Regions from separate parts of the Sus scrofa genome. Here region 1 is linked to region 2. A link is a contact called in public HiChIP or PLAC-seq data. All regions are on one chromosome and are shown on one strand. The core of a region is the stretch at or near the end of the contact, and the rest is flanking DNA. Distances in the headings are between cores, read along the strand shown.

The links. HiChIP or PLAC-seq counts read pairs in DNA pulled down with a chosen protein or histone mark.
Region 1: a contact with region 2 is called in an H3K27ac HiChIP or PLAC-seq map of alveolar macrophages. The contact joins two enhancer-like sites. A contact is called at or near these places in 1 of 5 promoter capture datasets (liver) and 1 of 2 datasets of contacts at active chromatin or transcription factors (alveolar macrophages).

Annotation. Positions count from the first base shown.
Region 1 is chr13:91,508,320-91,512,656 of Sscrofa11.1, reverse strand. The region is part of intron 16 of MED12L (mediator of RNA polymerase II transcription subunit 12-like protein); the gene reads right to left. It overlaps P2RY13 (P2Y purinoceptor 13), which reads left to right. Exons shown (of 2, transcript XM_021069624.1): 2 at 267-3,216. The coding sequence starts at 302. The coding sequence ends at 1,303. Among named protein-coding and RNA genes, the nearest start is that of P2RY13, 3.2 kb to the left of the region's middle. Within about 2 kb of position 2,751, at least 4 of the 83 cell types and tissues checked have an H3K27ac peak or open chromatin away from gene starts, as enhancers often do. A contact at or near this core is called in alveolar macrophages, where this site is marked.
Region 2 is chr13:91,357,745-91,362,102 of Sscrofa11.1, reverse strand. The region is part of intron 11 of MED12L (mediator of RNA polymerase II transcription subunit 12-like protein); the gene reads right to left. Among named protein-coding and RNA genes, the nearest start is that of GPR171, 30 kb to the left of the region's middle. Within about 2 kb of position 2,057, at least 5 of the 83 cell types and tissues checked have an H3K27ac peak or open chromatin away from gene starts, as enhancers often do. A contact at or near this core is called in alveolar macrophages, where this site is marked.

The DNA.
Region 1 (4,337 bases), core at 1,502-4,001, 150 kb before region 2:
CGGTGGCTACGGCTCTGATTAGACCCCTAGCCTGGGAACCTCCATATGCCGTGGGAGCGGCCCAAGAAATGGCAAAAAAAATAAAATAAAATAAAAGACAAAAAAAATTAAAAAAAAAAAATTTTAACCAGAAACAACGTATGACTTCTCAACTGATCTAATGAATGAAATGAATAAATGTTAAGTTTTAATATGCTGCAAACCTAAAGTCTGTTTTTAACAAGGAGCATTTTGAAATCATGAAATTCTTCGTGTTTTACTTCGAGTCTATGTCTATTTGTAACAGCTGACACTGGACATCATGAACGCCACAGTGGTGAAGGGTTTCAATGGGTCTGAGCGGTGCCCCAGGGACATGCAGACAGCACAGCTGGTGTTCCCAGCCATCTACACTGCTGTCTTCTTCATTGGCATCCTGCTGAACGCTTTGGCCCTATGGGTGTTCATTTACATCCCCAGCTCCTCCACCTTCATTGTCTACCTCAAAAACACTTTGGTGGCTGACTTGATAATGACGCTCACGCTTCCATTTAAAATCCTCTCTGACTCACGCCTTGGACCCTGGCAACTCAGAGCCTTTGTGTGTCGTTTCTCTGCTGTCATCTTTTATGAGACCATGTATGTAGGCATCATACTGCTGGGACTCATCGCCTTTGACAGGTTCCTCAAGATCATCAAACCTTTTGGAAAATTTTTCGTACAAAAACCTGCTTTTGCAAGAGCCATCTCAAGCCTGGTCTGGCTCGTTTTGTTCCTCATCTCCCTGCCAAATATGATCTTAAGCAACAAGGAAGCCACACCATCCTCTGTGAAAAAGTGTGCCTCTTTAAAGGGCCCTCTGGGGCTGAAATGGCATGAAGTGGTGAATTACATATGCCAGTTCATTTTCTGGACTGTTTTTGCCCTAATGCTTCTGTTTTATGTGGTGATTGCAAAAAAGGTATACAATTCTTATAGGAAGGCCAAAAGTAAGGACAGCAAAAACAACAAAAGGCTAGAAGGTAAAGTATTTGTTGTAGTGGCTGTCTTCTTCGTGTGCTTTGCTCCATTTCATTTCGCCAGAGTCCCATACACTCAGAGTCAAACCAACAGTAAGACCAACTGTCGACTGCAAAATCAATTGTTTCTAGCTAAAGAATCAACTCTACTTTTGGCTGCAACTAATATTTGCATGGACCCCCTAATATATATATTCTTATGTAAAAAATTCATAGAAAGGGTACCATGTATGAAAGGGAGAAAGATCACAACATCCACCCAAGAAAATCATACAAGTCAGTCAGACAATATAATCCTAGAGTGATAACTTTATAGTGGTTAATTATTATGTATTGACAAGACTTCAAAAGACAAGTATGTAAATCAAATTTAAGCAATGAAAGAAAAATGGATTAAAACAAATGCCTTCTTACATTTCAGTATCCTGGTATACAGAAAGGATTATAGACATTTTAATTCCATGCAGATCTACTCATAAGCAGAATGAAATATCAGTAAGGGAAGGCAGTAGAAAGCAAATGGCCACTAGAGGTCATATGTTCCAGAGCATTCACATATTTTGGAAAAGATTTATTAAGGGGAAATGCATATTCCAAAAAACCTCCACTCCCACTCTTTCGCACATGTAATTCAAACAACACTAGTGCTTTTGTATCCCCCTTGCTGATTTATTAAAAACTATAAACCCACCTTGAAAGTCCTTTGGTAAAAACTGAAGCTTGAGGTTGAAAGGGATGCTCGATGTAAAGCACCTGGAGTAGGTCAGAAAGTCCTCTGACACCCAGGAGGAAGGAGTTTCTCTTTATAATGACAAAGAACCTCTTCCACAGCACGTCACTACACCACGGGAGGCACAAACAACAATATGAAGCCGCTTAAGATATCTAAAATATTGTAACTGAAATACTCTGCTTACAGCCTAAGTATGCGCAATTTCAGGGCAAGAATACTGTATTCTCATTTTTTGGAATCCTCCCTCTGCCTGGCCAGTTCTCTAATGGTAGCTAAATAACTTTACCTACTCAGCGAAGCCTTCCTGGGTCAGCCTCTCTATGCTCTGTCCTCATATCTCGGGTTGAAAACAATTACTTCCCTCACTCTTTGGCTATGTTTTAGGGCCCTCGACACAGATTTCTCTAGCTGTATTCTTGACTACATCCCCCCACAGGTGATTCAGATTCTTTAAGAAAGACAGTATGTTCTGAAGACCAAAAATATGTTTCCTTGGTATATCCCACAATACTTCCCACAGACAATGAATTACAAACTTTTATTTTTTGGCTTTTTAGGGTCACATCCGTAGCATATGGAGGTTCCCAGGCTAGGGGTCAGATGGGAGCTGTAGCCGCTGGCCTACACCATAGCACAGCAATGTCAGATCTAGGTCACATCTGCAACCCACACCATAGTTCAGGGCAACTCTGGATCCTTAACCCACTGAGCGAGGCCAGGGATGGAACCTGCCTCCTCATGGATACAAATCAGATTCACTTCTGTTGAGCCATGACGGGAACTCTCAAACATTTAAAATAGAATATGTCCTACAATCCATAACATTCATACTGGGAAACTTTTAAAGGATGGTGACCTACTTGTACTTATTTACCTTCACATTTTTTCCTGAATTGCTTTGTAGTTTAGAAACAAAACAAAACACTAAGTATTTTGTTTTGGAATTGGGGATGAAGATTTGAATCCTCTAGATAAAACATACAAAGGGGAAGTCATGCTTCATAGATGTGTCACTAGCTCCAACCATCAGAATGTGAAGCCCAGGCTTCCTTCCATGGCCTCTAAGGCTCTGAAGGCCCTGGAACTTGCCTGCCTTTCTGGCCTTTTCTCCTAACTGTTCTTCATCCTGGCAACTTTACACTCTCCTAGAAGTTTATAATTATCAGAACATGCCACGCTCCTTTTTGCCCTGTGTCATTGCACTTGTAAATTTCCCTCTGACTCACCAAGAAAACTCATATCCATCCATGAAAGCCTAGGTTGCCATCACTTGATTCATGAAATCTCAGCTGGCTAAGTTCCCACCACAACCCCAAACCCAGTCACTCCCTCATCTGTATGTTATCACACCTCAACTACTGTACTTCTCATGCCGCTTTGTAATTACTGGCTCACACATGTAACCAACTTTTGATAAGCCATGTGTACTTCGGTGGGCAGAGATTGTGTTTCATTGTGCAATAAATAAGTATTTGATAAAATATACCAAACTAGCTTTATTTTTACATACCAGGGAAGCCAATTCTCACTGATTTTTTTTTTTAATCAAAATAATAAATTTCTTGAAAGCTCAAGCTCTTTTCAGTTAGTCTGCTATAGCATGTGCACACAGGCCTGGGAAGTGGGGGTGTTTGGGGGCTCACTAGTGAATAGTCAGGAAGGAAGATTACTAAAGAGCTTATGACAGAAGGTAATTTCAGTTTTAAAGCTATTAACAAAATGCTGCAGCTATGTATTGTTGGTTTTGGTTAAGCAAGATGTGTAGCTGTGGCAAATTACAGTCAGCAAAACTCTTTTAGAAAGTACTTAGACTTCTGATTTTCATTTGCTAAAATAAAAATATTAAGTCATGGTAACTATTAGAGATGTCACTAAATCCACGTTACTGTTACTGAGTACATTACACAATCACAAGCAGATTCTATCTACTAAGTAACTGCATCTAAGCCACCCTTCAAACTATGCTTGGTGATATAACCTATGCCTTTCACTTCTAATAATATTTTCAATATGCACCGAATGGCTATAGATAATGAATACCTTTTTTAGAAAGAACTTTCAAAATAAAATTTCAATAGAAAATCTATCCTTCATAAACACAAATATTTCCTTCCATTAAAATAATATTATAGTCAAACGCAAAGTACCTGATGTGTAGAATGAAATAATCAACCAAGAAGTTAGAGAAGAGGCATATTCCAGTCATCTTAAAATCACATTCATAGGATGAAAAGCAACTATAGCCAATTAATGACACATAGAACAGAGGCAAGAGGATTAAAAAAAAAAAAAAAAAGCTTTGGTAAAGTGCATAAGCTCAGAGCACAATTAAGGGCTTTTGCCAAAAGCTAAAATGTAATTATTTTTACTAGATAAGGCTTTCCGAATACCCCGGGTGCAGAGGAAGTAGGAAAGGATATTGCCCCACACAGAATTATTCTTCAGAAACCAAAAGAAATTACTGTAAAAGGAGAAGGAAGAGGCAGAGAAGTTGTGTGAATTCCTAACTCGCAGAAGTTAGATGACTGATCAAGTTATCATTACATCAGAGTATAAAATAACTATTCGATCTTATTAAGCTCATTACTTAATATATTCCATATCTA
Region 2 (4,358 bases), core at 808-3,307:
AAACAAAACCCAAAAAAATGAAATAGGAAAGGCAGACAGGACAGGCTCGCCACACCTGGAAAAGGGGAAGTCAGCAAAGCTCAAATCCTCTCAAGAAGGGAAGTTCTCCACCCTCAGACAGGCCTGCTCTGTCCACCCACTGTCCTTCCCTTCTTCCGAGAACAGCAGCTCTACTTCTTCTGGGGTAACACCCCAGTGGTTCAAGGCTGGTGTTACTAACTGCAGTGCCCCGTCCTCTCAGCTTCACTGTGCCATTCTGGAGGTGGGTCTCTGACAGGCAGTAAAGACCTTGGGCAAGTCTTTAAACCAAGGGGTAAAACAAATCACTCTTTTGGGTACGTGTTACATGCTCTGTGTTCAGCCTGGTAAAACATTTTGGATGATAGAAGAGACAAGCCCTGACCAAATAAAACAATCTGTTTCTATTCTGATCAAAAATATATTTTCCAGAATAGTTTTTCTGTGATATGCACTGCTTATTCTAGTCATTACTCAAGTCTTATCACTTTTAACTGGTCGAAGCAGACAAAACACAAGGTTGAAAGTACCTGACCTTAAATGTAAATCTTTTCGGCTGCTTCTAATGGAAAATATAAAAGACAAACTAACTTCGTTTGAACTTAATTACTCTCAAAATCACTAAGAAAGAAAGGCTGACAAATCTGCAAGTGATAGTAATACAGAGAATTACCATTTATTTATTGACTGCTTGCTCAATTTACAGTCAGACACTATGATAAATGTGTTTCCAGAATTACTTAATTTTCACTACCTATGAGCTAAGTTGTTATTATCCCCACTTTACAAGGCATAGACATGTTAAATAACTTGTCCAAGATCACCCAACTAATTCATGGAAATTGAGCCACAGGATAAATCTTGAGAAATGAACTAAAGAAGTAGAACAACCCTGAGGTCAAAGAACCTGTAAGGTATTCTTGACCTCCCCCAGGCTACACGGGGTCCCAAGAGGCTCTGAGCTCTTCTGCCTCCTCTCTCAAGGCTCCTGGCATCAAAGCATTCTCCTCCATGGCACTGTAATACTTATTTCCATCTTTCACAACTTAGCTCACAGGTATCGGCTTTAAATATCCATTAGGAAAGGGAGGCACATCCCTGAGCAATTAAAGGAAAGTACTTCACCATCCCAAACACTGTGAGAGCTGGACTCTTCAGGGGCAATAACCGGCAGCTCTTCATGTCGGTGCTTTATTACAGACAGCAAGAAGTGGGTGAACATCCACAGCATGCACCCCCCAGCCTATAACTACACACACAGGCAAATGGGATATACAAGAACAGGAGAGACAGAGAGGAAGAGAGAGAAATTGAGTCCTGGCATGGAGAAAAAGCACCAAACCACCCAAGAGGTCAACAATGTGGGGTTTAGCCCTGAGAAAAATTAAAACATAAGCATGGTATTAATAATATTAACAATTGTAAATTCTCGACCACAGTGATAGCAGTAGTAATAACTGAAAATACTTATTGAGCAGATACTAAGTGTTTTACATATATCACCTCTAATCTCAACAACCAACTTTGAAGGAGGTGTGGCTATTTCCATTTTATAGAGAGGAAAACTGAGATTCAGAGGTGAAGTAAGATAGCCCAGGGCACAGTGATCAAAATGAGCAGAACTGGGGAGTTCCCATTATGGCTCAGTGGAAACGAATCCAACTGGTATCCACGAGGTCGTGGGTTCGAGGATCCGGCATTGCCGTAAGCTGTGGTGTACGTCACAGACAGCAGCTCAGATGCCGCGTTGCTGTGGCTGTGGTATAGGCCGGCAGCTATAGCTCCGATTAGACAGCTAGCCTGGGAACCTCCATGTGCCTAGGTTCAGCCTTAAAAAGACAAAAAAAAAAAAAAAAAAAAGTAGCAGAACTGGGAGACCTAATACTTTCCGCTCCTCCAACCATGGGCGAATCAAGATCACTGGAAGCACAAGGAGCTAAATGATTATACGGAAATCTCTGAAGTGATTCACATGCATCCCAGGATGCCTAAAGCCCAGTGCCACTCCACCCAGCTACTGCCACCCACTGTTGTGGCCCCGACTTCTACCTCTCTAGGGAAAGCCAGACTTCTAATCTAATTGACATGCAGAAAAAGAAACCACAGGAGTGAATCACCAAAGATTTCCCTGCTCCTCTAACACTTCTTAGGTCAAATGCTCATATAAAGCAGGGATCTGTGTTTTCCATGGTTTTATTTTCAGCATCTACTACAGTGCCTGGCACATAGTAGATTCAATAGATATTTTCAATCAAAGAGTAACAGGAATATCGAGTTACATGAAACCAAAAGTTAAAATGAGGTGGACGGGGGAGGGGTGATTTACATTTTGTTCCGACATACACATGCACTTACTTAATATGGAAAAAACAACTGATTTAATCCAACAAACCTAACAGTTGATTAAGGGAAAAACACGAAAAAAAGAATTCCCCGGTCTAATTTAATGAATCAAAGGGGCTGGTCACAACGCCATTATTTAGGATGAATCTGAAAGATGTAGCCACTAGAAAGAAAAACTCTTGAATGGCTATGGCAAGATTACTGCAGTGTGCATAAAATTATTATCTCACCCTACCAATCCAGAGAATCAGAAAATACCACGACTTGAAAGAAAATAAACACCTAAAAAGTGATGAATAATATCAAGTAATCATAAAAAAAAAAAAAAAAACTGTAGTTTTCCTGTGGCCCAGTGGGTTAAGGATCAGGCAGTGTCACTATAGGGGCTTGGGTCACTACTGTGCTGCAGGTCTGATTCCTAGCCCAGGAACTTCCACATGCCTCAGTCACAGCAAAAAAACAAACAAAAAACATGCTGAACATTTTGTAGAAGGCAATCGCATTTATGTCCTCCAACCTGTTGCAGTTGTTACATGTTCATATATATGCACATAAATGCCCAGGAAAGTGTTCCAAAGTATATGGAGCACAATGCACAGAGATCACTGCTCACATATACACAATGAGTGTTTGTAATCTGGTCTGCCCTATTGTGATGCTTTCACAGCAATCCTATGATTGATAAGCAAATTGACGCCAAAAGTTAAATAACTTGTTAAATGTCAAAGACACTAGTCACAGACCGAGAGTCAAATCTAAGCTATCTGGCCCCACAGCAGAGACACGTGCCAAAATGCCCTCTTCTGCGCAGAAGAGTGGGACAGGGTCCGAGCTGTGGGCTGATAGAGAATTCCTGATATCAGGAATGTGTTCATGTACTACGTGTATGAAAATCACAAGAAAAAAATAACTTCTAAGATGAGAACAAAGGAAAGAGGATGAATGGACCCAAAATTCAAAAATCAGAAGGATCCTTCAACTGCCAGCACTGCCCATCTGACCTCATGAACAGGGACCCACCCGCAGTGAGTAAACTAAAATCATTATTAATTCTCCTGCAGATCACCATTAATGGTGCTACCATACATCTGTAATAAAGATATTCCAAACATGAAAAAAAGATTCTCAACACAAGGGGCATTTGTTACACTTTTCTTATCTAGGAGAAGGTGGGCACAAACGAGGTTATGTCTAATTCATTTCTTCTTCATTTGCTCAATAACCCAATGATCTCTAGAAACTAAATGCGGGTCTATTCTTTAACAAATAAAGAAGGAAAAATAATTGGCAACTACATCTGAGAAGCAGGCTTCCTTTAGAAATTAGAAGGTACATGGTGAGACTGCTTGTTATTTTAAAAGAAGAAATGTCTTAGTACACTACATTATAAAACAGTACCATAAAAGGGATGAGAAAAATCAATGACTCATTACTGTAAACAACAGCAAATGAAGAAGACTTGCGATCAGATACTGAATAAAACTCTTCAATAGCTTTTTAATCTGAGACTAAAAGGACATGTTTATAAATGTAATTAATCATTCCTGATCAACATTAAACAAAATGGCCCTATCTGGACAAAACACATTCATATTACAGCACCAATAAATAATATGATAATACGTAGAGTAGTGATATTAGCAAGTCATATGGTTTGCAACCTGAGGCACAGTGCAGAGACCTGGATGAACTTCAAGAGTTGCGTAAGGTAAAAACTGCTCTAAATTTGCTAACAGAACATAATCCTGTTGTACACAGTCATAAATACTATTTCCAACATGCAGAATCCCCATATAAGGTAATACGCCTATGACTTATTAAGTACACACCCAGAAGACTTAGTATTTATTTATTTATTTATTTTTTTTTGTCTTTTTGTTGTTGTTGTTGTTGTTGTTATTGTTGCTATTTCTTGGGCCATCCCTCGGCATATGGAGGTTCCCAGGCTAGGGGTTGAATCGGAGCTGTAGCCACCGGCCTACGCCAGAGCCACAGCA